Regions from separate parts of the Mus musculus genome. Here region 2 is linked to region 1. The links are chromatin contacts, called in public HiChIP or PLAC-seq maps. All regions are on one chromosome and are shown on one strand. The core of a region is the stretch at or near the end of the contact, and the rest is flanking DNA. Distances in the headings are between cores, read along the strand shown.

The links. HiChIP or PLAC-seq counts read pairs in DNA pulled down with a chosen protein or histone mark.
Region 2: a FOXA1 HiChIP or PLAC-seq map of pancreatic cancer cells shows a contact between it and region 1. The contact joins two enhancer-like sites. A contact is called at or near these places in 4 of 484 Hi-C or Micro-C datasets (all in the G1E-ER4 cell line), 1 of 115 datasets of contacts at active chromatin or transcription factors (pancreatic cancer cells) and 1 of 9 other capture datasets (adipose tissue).

Annotation. Positions count from the first base shown.
Region 1 is chr5:81,471,381-81,478,115 of GRCm38.p6, forward strand. The region is part of intron 7 of Adgrl3 (adhesion G protein-coupled receptor L3); the gene reads left to right. Among named protein-coding and RNA genes, the nearest start is that of Adgrl3, 450 kb to the left of the region's middle. Within about 2 kb of position 4,756, at least 17 of the 459 cell types and tissues checked have an H3K27ac peak or open chromatin away from gene starts, as enhancers often do. A contact at or near this core is called in pancreatic cancer cells, where this site is marked.
Region 2 is chr5:81,672,141-81,678,812 of GRCm38.p6, forward strand. The region is part of intron 14 of Adgrl3 (adhesion G protein-coupled receptor L3); the gene reads left to right. Among named protein-coding and RNA genes, the nearest start is that of 1700031L13Rik, 450 kb to the right of the region's middle. Within about 2 kb of position 2,666, at least 8 of the 459 cell types and tissues checked have an H3K27ac peak or open chromatin away from gene starts, as enhancers often do. A contact at or near this core is called in pancreatic cancer cells, where this site is marked.

The sequences.
Region 1 (6,735 bases), core at 3,506-6,005:
TCCTGGTGTTTTTGCTAAGAAATAAAAGAAGGGTACATACACATCATTTGGAGAACTCCTACACAACAGTGTTTGATTAAAGCAATCTATAGCACTTAAGACTCTCCTGCTATTCACATTAGCCATCCTTATAGGGACATGGATATTATCTTTATGAAAAGACATGAATAAGGAGCATTACTGAAAATTAATATTTAAAATAATTATATGATTTTTAGTTTTGTCTCTTTAACAGTAAGAAAGAGGCACTATTTTAGTATTCAAATTCCAACTTTTCATAAAGTGATAGAATACTTTTAAGTAATTACTTTTGCAAGTAAAGCTCAAATTGATGCATATTTTAATGTATACATACTTTAGTGTTTAGTATGTTAGTAAGTGGTTGTATGTTTCTTACCTTGGTGTCCTGAAACTAGCCAATAAAATCAAATTTTGAAAGTTAAGAAATAGCAAAACCTATTTCTGTTTCCAATACCACAATTCCTTTTCAGTCATATAGAAGATATTCAATAAATATGCATTGAGTGATTTAAAAGAAAATCAGGTCAAATGGCTCCTCAAAAAATATTATTGTTTATCACTAGGAAAAAAATTACAAGAAACCCTTGTCTGCCAATTAGATGTTATTAATTTAACTAAAATATTTAAATAAAAATAAGGATCATGAGATACTAATTTCACACAAAAAAATGATATAAAAAAACCAAATTACCCTTTCTTTCCTTCCATACTTTTCTCACTAGCCGTAGCAATTTGTTGTTTGTTGGTTTGTTTGTTTTTCTCACAAAGAATTTTATCAGTTTCTTATACTTAATAATAGTGTACAGAGATTTTGAAGGTGATTATAATTAAACTTTATCAAAATTATAAAGTACCTTTATAGACAAGCATATCTTGTTTATAAAGAGGAGCTACTAGTGGGAATCATCTCTTCTGTGCCCTCATCCAAAGATGCCTTTCTTAACCCTGGCTGCTTGCTTTGCTTGTGCGTGGAGATTGTCCTTAAGTAGATCCTTATTTGCTCAGGAGACATCTCATTTTTACAGTCTTTCCTTTCTTGACTACTCACCACATACCAGATACTTAGGTAAAAACTGGGAATGTTTAACTGAGAAAACAAAATGAAATATTTGTGTTCACCAAGAGCTCGAGTAGGTACCACGAAGAAAGGAAAGAAGAAGAGAAGAAAAGATTTTGTCTTTGAGGAGTTTACTCACACGAGGTCAAGGTCCCGGAAAAAAAAAAAAAAAGTTGTTAGTTCAGCAAAGGCATTAAGGACAAAAAACATTCTTATTAACATATTTCCTTAATTATTGTGTATATGTGTGTGTCTTCATATATGCTGCTGCTCACATGTGAAAGTCAGAGCATGCCTTTTGAAAACAGTGTTCTCTTTCTACTTATGGATCCCAGAGATGAAACCCAGGTCATCAGACTTTGTAGGAAACCCTTTGCCTGCTGAGCTATCTCTTGGAAGATTAAGTAGTTAGTATTCTGCTGTGAAGGGGCTGAGCCTCTACTGGGCTTGCATAGGCCCTCAGGCAAGCATTTTTAAAGGAAGACCATAAGAAGTAAGTCTAATGGAATGACTCTATATGGTATATATAAAATATAGGACCAGTATAAAATATAAAGAAAGATGAAACCAGAGATAGGCAAAATGAACATCATTTACTAGGGTTAATAGTGTCTGACTGTGAGTGTGAGAGGGTGAGAGTGAGTGAGTGTGTGTGTGTGTATGTGTGTGTGTCCTTATGCAATGATTTCCATTCAGTGACTGGAATGAGTCTACATGTTCTTGTAGATAGTCCATTTTAACTCATTCTCTTTAAGATTATATTAATAATAAATGCAGCTAAAAGCATACATGTTAATTTGATAGCAAAACCACCTTCATTGCATCACAACCATTGCATTAACATAAGGCACAAAAATAGCAAGCAGGTAGAATCAGTTGGCTATGAACATATGCGCTAGGTTAATGAGTAAATAAACATAGTGAGTTTCCATTCAATTTTTTCCCTATCTTTAAGCAGACAGAAACTCCTGACAGTAACTATTTAAATATTTGAACTGAATCCATACTCTAATTCTGCTGTGTGTGTCTTAATTTAATTTAGTTTCATTAACATTTAAGACTTTGTTGTTTTGAAACATTGTCCGAATTCCAAATGTTGCCAATAATGTGAACAGGGCTGGCCTTTCACTTCCAAGAAGCTCCCATAATCTAGCCGTCATTCTGTCATCTTCCACATAATCATATCAATTTAGAGTCAAAGACTGGGAAGGAAACACGACATGATTTAGTCCTTCATACCACACATTATGAATGTATTTGCTCTTCACAAGGCTGATTGCTTTTCTACTTCAGCTAGAACACAAAGCCTCGCAAAAGAGAACAATAAGTAATACAGAGGGCTGCTTCTAAGTAAATATCTATGACAAGTGCGTATTTATCATTTTAGATTTCTCCCACATTTGTCCTGACTGCACCTTACTAGGCTCTCCATGCAAGGGAGAGGACAACTTTGTGGTTCTGTGGAGTCAAATGCAGTTGATTTTGCATGCTGGCTTCAGGAGATGACAGCTGGGTTCTAGTGAGTCTATTTTACTACTACTAGATGTGAAACTGATGGGAAGACTAAACAGAAAAGGGAGTGAGTGGCTTAAAAACAGTTCAGGCTTTCATTCAGAGGCAAAAAAAAAAAAAAAAAAAAAAAAAAAAATGCAGGGTCTCTGGTACCAGAACCACAGCCCACTGTCTACTCACAGGCTGGGCTAAATATAAGACAGAGGGGGTGGGGGGTAAGGAAAAACGTGAAAAGTTTTCTTTTGGCTCTCAGTTGGCCATTGTCAGAAGTAATCAATGGGTGGTGAGTTTGAGTCAGTAGGGAACTGATAAACAGCACTCACAGCAACCATTACTGAGAGTCCAAAAGGGCTGAGAAGATGACGATCAATAGAATCAAGTTGCTTTAGTTCTTGAGACCAAATTACTCAATTTTGGGTGGAGAGGTTGATGAGCTCAGCCAAAACAGAGATACTACATAAAAAGTTAACACACTGGCTATGCAATATAATCCTTGTAAATAAGGATTATACTATGTTTGTCGAACCAAATGGAATGCATGTAAAGTGCTTTGCATAGCAAAGGTCACGCCACACAAAGCTTCATGTATGTGAACTCTTAAGTATCCTGTGACATGCTAGCTGAAATCAGACTATTTACAGTCTTCAGGGAGTTGGGGCCATCCCACTCAGTCACGTGGAATTCCATAATGCTGCCAAGCTATTCCCGCAATATGGGCAGCCCCATGCATCACGAACTCCTTTACCATGGTATAATATCACAAACTAGTCTTTTTTTTTTTTTTCTTTTTTTTTAGCTTAAGGCTATCAGTGGACTTTTGAGTTCTGCCCTGAACCTCCCTGAGATTGTGCTAGTGGAAAATTCTTTGTGGTTTCACTCCTAAGCCAGCTTTTCCCTACCGGATCTTTAACCTCAGAGAAATAGCTAAGATAAGTTAGGCACATTTCCCAAATTTCCCCTCAACTTGCTTGGCTTCTGCTTGTCTTTATTCTCTGAACTGGCCTGATCCACACTCCCTGTGGCCTTGACTGCTGGCACTGCTTGCTACTAAAAAAAAAATAAAAATAAAAATAAAAATAAACAATCTTAGCTTTGTAGAGTCTCTGGATACTGCTCATAGTTTTCTTTCCTCCTGTGCTCAGAGCTCTCAGTATAATGAGATTTACAGTCAGCCCCATTTCCCCCACAGTTAGTAATCCCCCCCTTTACAGGTTTTGAATGTTCCCAAATGTGTCTGTGTTCTCAATGCATCTAGGTATCCTCACAGTCCGCCAGCCACCCTCACTTATTTCTATCAATAAGTACTGACTGAACCCCTCTTTAAATGGGTCTGTAGACCTAGTCGGTATGTTCTACCAGTGTAGTGTAGTAACTGACCAATTCAAGCCTATCTTTTAATGATCATTTTAGGGTAAGCATAGCTTTAAATCACTAAGTAGTGAAATTCCGGTCTTTCGGATAGAACCCGCTGACTCTGTTGCCAGCTGAGGTCTCTTATTTCTTGCTGTCAGTCAACCTGTAAGGGAGATTAAGGCTTACTTTCAAAAGTGTAAAAGATGAAAACATATTCTCTCTTATTGAAATTTGGCATTGTACACAGTACCTCATTTTAATTCAGTTTCTCTCAGAGAAGTTTCAGAATACAAAATGGCCTTAATGTGACTGCCTGGTATTTTGGTCCTCATTTGCCTTCAGTATGGCCTATAATTAAGGCAATTAATGATGACATATGGCAATATCAAAAATTCAACTTTCTCAATATTATGAAAGTGCAATCCTTCTGTGCATATGGTTGGATCCTGAGCATCATGGCCTTTCTCATAAATTTAGTTCAAATTGCCTGAAAAGAAGACAGCAAATGAGCATTTTTAGGGATGGTGGGTGTTCAGTTTTCTTTGATGTGCCCAACATTGTAAATCACTGCAGTCTAACCATTTGCTTCTTGGAAACCTTAGGACATGCATCCAAATTTCTGTAGGAAAACTTTGTCAGTTCTAGGATGTAGATCTGCTTGAAATGAGTTCGGTGCTCAGTTAGCAGGGAGAGTTCAGACATGCCAAAAGTTTTCTTCAAACAAAGCAAAACAAAAGCCTAATGGAATTACAGAGCGAAGGAGGAATAAATCTCTCAGTGCCCTCTGAACTCAGCTGTTTTCCTTTAGGCTGGTTTTCCTCCACTCCTTTTCTTCCGTCCTGTTCTTATCTCCTACACAGTTCATTTACTGTTGTTTACTCAAGATAACAGGAAATTTCACAAGTGAGATCATAGTCACAGTTGTTGGAGGTGAAATGTGAAATAGGTTTATTTTGACAGGAAGGCTTTCTTTCTTTTCCATCTTGGAAAAACTAATAAAACCATAGCTGGCTATTTATATTATAATCTAGGAGGAGTTTGGTTCGGCAGAGTTGTGTCTCTCTGGATCTGTTAATAGCTGTGTACCCAAGCTAAGCAACTTACCTTCAAGGGAAAGGATGATGCCGAAAAAAGAATACCATGACCCGTGCTAGGAAGACAAACCCAGAATGCCTCATTGTGCTGTATCCTCGCTGATATTTACATTCAGTGGATTGAAATACGAAGCATGGAACACATGAATTATGAACAGCAGCTCTGCCATGGATGTCATGTGGCACTCTGTTAAGAACAAATGATAAATGAAGAATGAGAAACTTGTTAGTCCATGTCTTGAGGGCATTTCTTTGCTCATTGATCAGCATTGCCCACATTTTTTTTTTACTAGCACTGAATCTAATACAGTTTTCATGAGTTCTTGATATATATATCACTTCCACTAGATGCTGTCCCTTGAGTTATGAGATGATAATTTTTATGGTGTTTAATCTTTATCCTCAGGCTGTAGATTGAGCACCACTAAGTGTCAATCACCTAAACGTTCATTTATTATTAATTCTAAAAGGGTTGAACTTCCAAGATTAATTAGCATTATCCTATCAGAAGTATGACAAACTCCTTCCTTCCCTCCTTTCTCCTTTCCACTCTTTCTTCCTTCCTTCTTTCTCTAACTAGCTTGGAGGAAGCAGGACTTACCCCCATGAAAATTATGAATATTCATGAATATTATGGATGAAGAATCTCACTGTTTACTATAAATATTTCAATTGATCTGTTGGCTTAGAAAAATGATTTCTCAATGCAAGTGATTACCTCAGCGCTGTAGTGACTATTCAAATGATTATTTATGTAACAAAATTTGAAGTTTCCAGAACACGAGTATTATTAATGAAAATTTTCTTTAATTATTCTCATTATGATATCTAGCTTATATGTAAAAACTGAAACATGAAAATTTTAATGCCAAGCTATTTTTAAATGTGGTGTAATTTCTAATTCAAATTCATAAAACGCTGTATGTGAATGTGTTTTTTAGAGTTAACATTTTGACAGTGACTAGTATTCCTCTGTCTCTGCACCATTTAGTAAGACTGTAGGCTTCACAGAAAATCAGATCTAATTTTATATTGGCGATGGTTGCTAAGTAACTATTTGATGCAAATTAATCATTAAACATTTAGCAGCTTATTCTCTGATTGGAGTGGATGCAGGAGTGACTTCCAAGCCTACAGCTCAGCAAACAAGTGATGGAGGAAGAATATTCTGAGATGCTTAATAAAAATAGCTGATGACTCCGCTACTTGATTTTCTTCCTTTGTCACAATCATAAAGGAAAACAAGAAATTGACAGGGACAGCTAACAGCAATTTCCTAATAGTAGATGCTGTTTAACTTTGAAGTGCCACAACCAAAATTGTTCTAAAATATGTTATAGAATGTTTTCAGGTCAACCTATACCATTACTGGTTCTATTTTATAATTAAGCAGACTGAGATTATAAATTAAATACCTCATTCAGATATCTTTGCCTAGTAGGAATTTGAACCGAAGGTCTTTTGAATCTCCTGCTGATCTCTTTAAATTCATGATAGGTCAAATATAAATCTCTTCACATCACAGAGCCATTAAGGCTTATAGATTTCATAAAATGCATTATTTCTCAGGGATGTAGAACCTAAAAGAAAACTCCTGTGCTGAAGTTAGGTTGCCTTCTAGAGGATGTTCATCAGGACATAGGGATGAGTCCACTGGTATGATATAGTGTCACAAGGAAGGACACCCCATGCAGGTGT
Region 2 (6,672 bases), core at 1,416-3,915, 200 kb after region 1:
TTCCACTTCCCTTCACCAACTTGTATTCTCTTCACTCATTTTTTGAATCAAAGCCCAAGTCATTATTCAATTGTCAAGGTTTTATTTAAACCCCATTCTGCACCACATTGCCTTCTGAATATACATTTACCTTTGGGAAAAATTTAAATGCATATAAGATAAAGAGATACTATTTGTGTGCAAAGCAAGAGACTTCACATCCATTTTACTTTGTGATTTTAAAAAATGCTTTATGGTTACATAGTTAACCAGAAGGAAAAAAGTTATAAAAATAGCATTACAGATTGAAGATCCTACCTTTAGAAACTGTCATTGGCTATTCCTGTATGGGTCAGAAAAGTGTTGGAAGTCCTAAAGTACGGTTTTCAATAAAGTAGCAAACTAAACAAATGAATCGTTAGGACTGCTCCCAACAGAGTTATAATTTTTTTGAAAAATTTTCTTTATCTAATGCATAAATTTTGTACAGCCAATAACAGACAAAAGTGCGGCAACTTAAGCAAACCACAGCCTCTTCTCATACTGACGTCAGGGTAGAAAATACAGATTCTCCTTTAGATGTGCTTTTAAGGTTTTCCATAGTTTTACCCTATTGTCAACATGGCTGTCAGCCCTGAACTTGCAAAGGTGACTACATATATTCCAATCATACCATCATGCAAATCTTCAACAGGAAGCAGAAAATAAGGGACTAATATTTTTATCCCTTCCAAAAGTCTCCTCACTCAACAGCTTCTAATCAGACCGCAAAGGCTGTTCTGTTCATAGAGTGAAATTCTACAATGAAATGACACAATATTAAGCAGGATATGGTACCCAGTGTTTGTCTAATAACATTGGGGATCCTAGGGAGAGTCATTTTCATATACCAGTGCTAGGGACCTTGTCCAAAATGTACAAAGTTTCTGGGTTAAACCTCTGCATCACAAACATACACATACGCATATGCATACGCACACGCACACGCACACACACGCACATATACACATACACTTATACATATATATACACTTACACATATACATACACTTGACAAAGAAAGGAAGCATATTTTTCGGTATAAATATATACAAATGTGAAAATTGTCAAAACTGATATTTTGAACAGGCTGCATTCTAAAACTGGACTTTTAGTTCTCACAAATTTCTATATTTTCATTATTTGTTGCTTTTAAACAATATACCATTTTTTTTTGCAATATTTTAGACTCATGGAATATTTGGCCAGGTAATGCAGAATCCTTCCTTACTAAGCCCTGACAGCAAGATTTTTTTTCTTTCCTTTCATAAACATCTTTCATTAGTAGAGGATAAATCAGATGATGTGGCATGCTCTAAAGTTCATAGTTCTCTTTTATACTAGTTTAATTTTTACTTATGTCTGTTTTTGTTTGTTTGTTTGTTTGTTTTTTGTTTTTGTGTGTGTGTATGCGCGTGCATGTGGGGGGGGGGGCAATGAAAACACTTTATTGGAATTAGGGCTGTGAAAGTTCCTCCAACTTTTCTGCCAGCAATCCTTCTGAAATGCAGAAGTGTATGCTCGTTTGAAAAAAATAATTCATCTATTTCCTTTGAGAACAGCCTGACTGTGCTTTGTTTGTTCACTCAACTTAGAGCGACCTTAGAGCCTTGGCACCCATGAGCTGTTCCAGGACAGGATTCCAAAGGGAAGGCAGGAATACACTCTGTTAGAGCTCACATCCTATTTCAACAGCTGGAGTTTGAAATGAATAGTGCTATCAGCCAATCAGGGTAGCCCAGTGATGACAGACATACTACCTGGGAGAATAAGAAACAGTCATGACATGGTAAGGATTGTTGTAGAACAAAGAAGATCTTCTAGGCTGGTGGAAATGAAGCTTGGTCCTGACATGCTGAAATAAGCCATGTGCCCAGGTTGAGAAGACATTCCAAGGTACTGAGAGAAAAGCTAGCCAAGTGAGGATTGCTGGAGAGTTAAGGAAATACAAAGACCAACATAGTTATAGCCAACAGGTTGAAGGATTGTACAATAATAGGCAGGCAATGGAAAGTGTTTAGATTTGAACACCATTTAAAAGTGTTTGCCAAGATCATGATACTGTACTTTTACAATGTGAATTTGGCTGTAAATTCTATTTTCCACAAATATCCATACAATGTCATCAAATTGCCTTACAAACATCGGAATTCTTCCATTACTCCATTTGCTCCACTGTTCATTTTTTCTTACTCTTTAATTTGTTGTTTGAGAATTTTCTACAGTGTATGTAATCATACTCTTTCCTCCTTCAGCTCTGCCCCAGACCCACACACACCCTTTCTTACACACCCAGCTTTGTATCCTCTCTGCCCATCAAGTTCCCTTTGTGCTGTTTACATAGTCCTGTCTGTGTGACCTTCCACTTGAGCCCAGTCAACCTACCAGAAGGCACAGCCTTCAGGAAAACTGACTCTTCCTCTCTCTCTGTAGCTTTCAAATTCTAGCAGCTCCTACACTCCTTCTTCCCAAGGCTCAGATATCATTTATGAAAAGGGAGCTGGAGGATGATAAGAATTAACTGCAGACAGAGACCGCCTGACAGAGAGGATTGTTGCACATATGAACTTATGACCCCTAGTATACACAAGACACATGTAAGGTCAAACTAGATCAAATCCAAACATGGAGAGAGGAGGTGGACACGACGTCCCACTACTAAGTGAGTCATGTTTTAAAATGCATATCTGATCTTAAGCCTACTTAAAGACTGTCTACTGATCTCATTTGCCATTTACAAAAGCATATTCTACCTTTGCATTATTTTGTCCTTGTGTCTGACTTCTCTTGCCAACTGCCCATACTTTTAAATGGCTCCCCCTTGTACCTTTGTATCATGTCTTTCCAAAGCACCCAGCTATTGGAGTTCAGATCTCTGAAGTTTTATTGTCACAGTACCCTTTTCTTGGATTAATTCTATTTTTTTCTCACTTTTGTCCTTTTCTTATCTGAGTAACTTTGTGTTATCTGCCAACACCCACTGAATACACAGTTGCTATAAGCCACATTCTTTAGGCTATTCATCATGAATGCCCTCTTACATGAGTTTATGTAACACTCAGTTGTCCCTCCCCCCGTCTCCCCCCCACCATGGCAGCAATTACCAAGCTGCTTTTTAAGATCACTTCCCTCTTCTGACAAAAAGCCTCTTGGAAAGAAACAGTGCTACTTTTCCTTCTGTATCTTTAGGTATTTCAATTCCACTGAGCTTCTCTTAGATCTCTAAATACTTGCTGCTTAATCAATGCTACAGGCCCATATGACCAATTGCCTCCTAGAATAGCCATGGCAGCAGAAATCTTGCCTCTCTGGGCACATACCACCACTGGTATCTTTCTCTCATTCTCTCTTAAATCTACTTCTCCTGGCCTTTGGCCTTAGCCCTTCACTGAATGTGCCCTTTTCAAGGATGTTATTAATTCAACAATACTTTCTCAAGACTATTAAGCATATACTGGTGCTAAACCAATGCTCAGTGATCAATCTGTATCTGTGTGTTTTTATAATAAAGTTGTGGGTATTTAAGAGTTTTTAAAGTTGTTGTTGCTTTTTAAGATTATAGAATGATCACATCATTCTCTCCTCTTTCTTTCTACGCACCCCTGCCTCACTCTCTTTCATATTCATGATCTCTTTAATTGTTAGACTATGTGTGTGTGCACGTGTCTGTATCTGTGTGCGTGTTTATGTATGGCTGTATACACATGATATGTATTTTAATCTTATCTGATCAATCAGAAAAGAATTCTTGATTTTTTTCCTCCTAATGTACTCCCATAAGGGTACTCACTTGATTTTTCTTCCACCAGTTAACACTTATTTCTGTGCTTCCTCAACAGTTCCTCCATTTTTCCCAAACTATTAAGGTTGGGGCACTTCCTAGCCTAATGCTTAATGGTCTTTTCTTTGAGTGGTTCCTATGGTGACCTCGTTATTTTAGATCAGTATGATCTTGATGCCTATGATCAGAAATGTTACTCCTTGAACAGACCATTCTTTTGAACTCAAGAATTACTGTTCCTTTAAGTGTTTCAGCATCTCCCTTTGTTGCACATTAGGCAGCATGAAAAAAAAAATCTATCCCATAACTGAATTTTCCACCTTTATTTTTAAGTTCTGTCTCCACTTCCACAGTTGGTGCGTTTCATTCCCATATCTGTTTACAGCCTATTGAACGTTTGAGGGACATGTTTCCACTTGAAGATTTATACTCTAGTTGTTTATTCTGTTGATGGTGGAATTTTTGTTTTTGGCTTAAGACAGTGTTTTATGTAGATCAGGCTGGCCTAGAACTCACCATTAGCCAAGGAGGATCTTCGAACTCTAAACATACACTCACAGTGAGATTCATGTTGGCCCCTAACGTTAAAATTGGTGGGACCCTTAGGGATGCTCTGACAGTCTCACCAACTTAAATCCAGTGGTATATCCCGTTATGTAGGTCAGAGATGCACAGGGATGAAAAGCAGATAAATGGAGTTAAGCCACATGTTGGTAAAAAGAACATAGAAAGGGGACCCAGCCACCTTGAGTTCATCTCCCAGGTGCTGGCATGAACCTTAGATTTGAATAGTAGGAGAACTGGGGGAAAGTATAAGAAGTAAGCAAATTAAGTGTTTTTTGTCAGGATGTGGCCCAATTCGGCCTTGTCATGGCTTAGTTCCTGCAAGGCATCACAATACATTCTAGTTTTCAACCACCATCAACACTGGAAAGGACCAATTTGTTTCCTACAAGATGAGCCCTTTTGTTCTAGGTACAGCTTTACACTTATGCATAATTGCTCTCATCTGCAAGGGAAGGAGGGTAAACTATGAGGTTTTCTTCTTGCTGGTATCCAAGGCAACTACAGGTTTAGGACAATCACCTTCTCTTTGTTCCTCCAGCCTTGAAGGAAGATGACTTATGATGGGTAGGCAGACACTCCTGGAGTGATTAACATCCTTATTCATAGTCAAGCAGGGGTCTGGCTTTGAAGAGAGAGATGCCAAGTGCTGGCAAGCTGCCAAGCTTTGGTCCTGCATGTGTACAAGTTGGAGCATCAAGAAAGGAGTCAATGTCTTTCAGCCAAAGTGCCACCTAAGTGCCTGCAACATTCTTCTCCTGGGCTTCTTACCCGGTCTTTGTTAATGAGAAATTATCGACTGCGCTTCCCCAAATTTCCATCTATTGCTAATGGTTCTGTGACATCACTTCTTCCCCACGTACTCAATTATTCTGGATGCAGTTAGATATGCCAGTGGATTCAATCAATCTACTTGAGTTTGTGATGCCAGATTCATTCTGTCTGGTGTCATTCAAGTACTTTGTAACCTAGTCAAAATAGGCCAATCTATGTTCATCAAGTTCCTTAGAATCTCTTAATACACAAACACATTTATACGCACTACTCCTCAAGCATAAAAACAGAAACTTTTTCTTCATTTTCTCTTTCTTTTTCTTTTTTTCTTTTTCTTTTCCTTTTTCTTTTTCCTCATTTTGATTGAATATCTCTTTGGTGTCTACCATATGCTTTTTTTCTTCCCCTTACCAACTGGCTTTAATTAATCTACAAATCATGAAGATGTGTTTGAAATTTCTGCCTTTCTTCATCCCCAGAGAAAGAACACAGAGCCCTCATTTAAACCCCAATTCTACCCCATGTTTGTAGCTAATTATCTTTATCAAGTTACTTGACTTTTCTAGGATTCAATTTTCTCACTGCAGTGTGACTATAATAATTTATATGTCAGTGGCTTCTTGGGAAAATGAAAAGTTGATGCATATTAACCACAATGATGCATCTGACTTCCTAACTTGACAGTGTTCTAAGTGACTTCTTATTGCTTGTGGGAAGAACTGCAAATGTCTGGACATAGCTTGCCAGGCTCCTGAAACCTAGCATTGCTCATTGTTATTGCCTTTGGGCTTTTTGCTTGCTTATGGGGAGTTGTTTTCATTTTCCTCAAGAATCAGTTATGCCGCGTGGAAAGTGGTATGCTCCATACCTCGCCTCTTTGGCCAGTGTTGAGCCTCAGTTTGCAAATGCCTGACTTCATGGAATTTTTCTGGTGGTCTTTCTATCTTTTCTTCTTGTTACAGTGCTTGCCATGTTGGATTTTAATTTCTTGTTTAATTGTCTGCCCTCCCTATATTATCTCATGGAGGAAGGGGAGAACAGCTGTTAGTTCTTTGCTGCTTTCTAATCAACTGGCACATTGAAGGTGCTCAATTAATATTTGTTGAGTGAATTTGAGCCTGTAACAAGGTGAGAGTCAAGTCCATAGCTGTATTTAATTTCTGTGATATAACACAGATTGCTTGACAGCACTCAGTTATTTCACCCTAAATTAAACTACACTTTTAAAGCAATGCAATCAAATGGTACCTTGAAAACAATCCTTTTTTTTCCCCCAACAAGAGCTCTCATAAACTGTCTTCTCTACAGAATTCTAGTTTCGTGTTTGGTTAAAGGTTCTTATTACTATATTAAGGTCAGTTGTGTTATACAATCTAATTTTAATTAAGACTTGAAAATGCCAATACTTCAATGTAATATAAAAAGGAGTTCAGGGATTAGTCATTTTTATACGCTTAATAATATTAAATGACAGTGGTTATAAAATGAACCTTTGGTTTATTGATCAGATGTGTAAATATCAGTCACTCAACTTG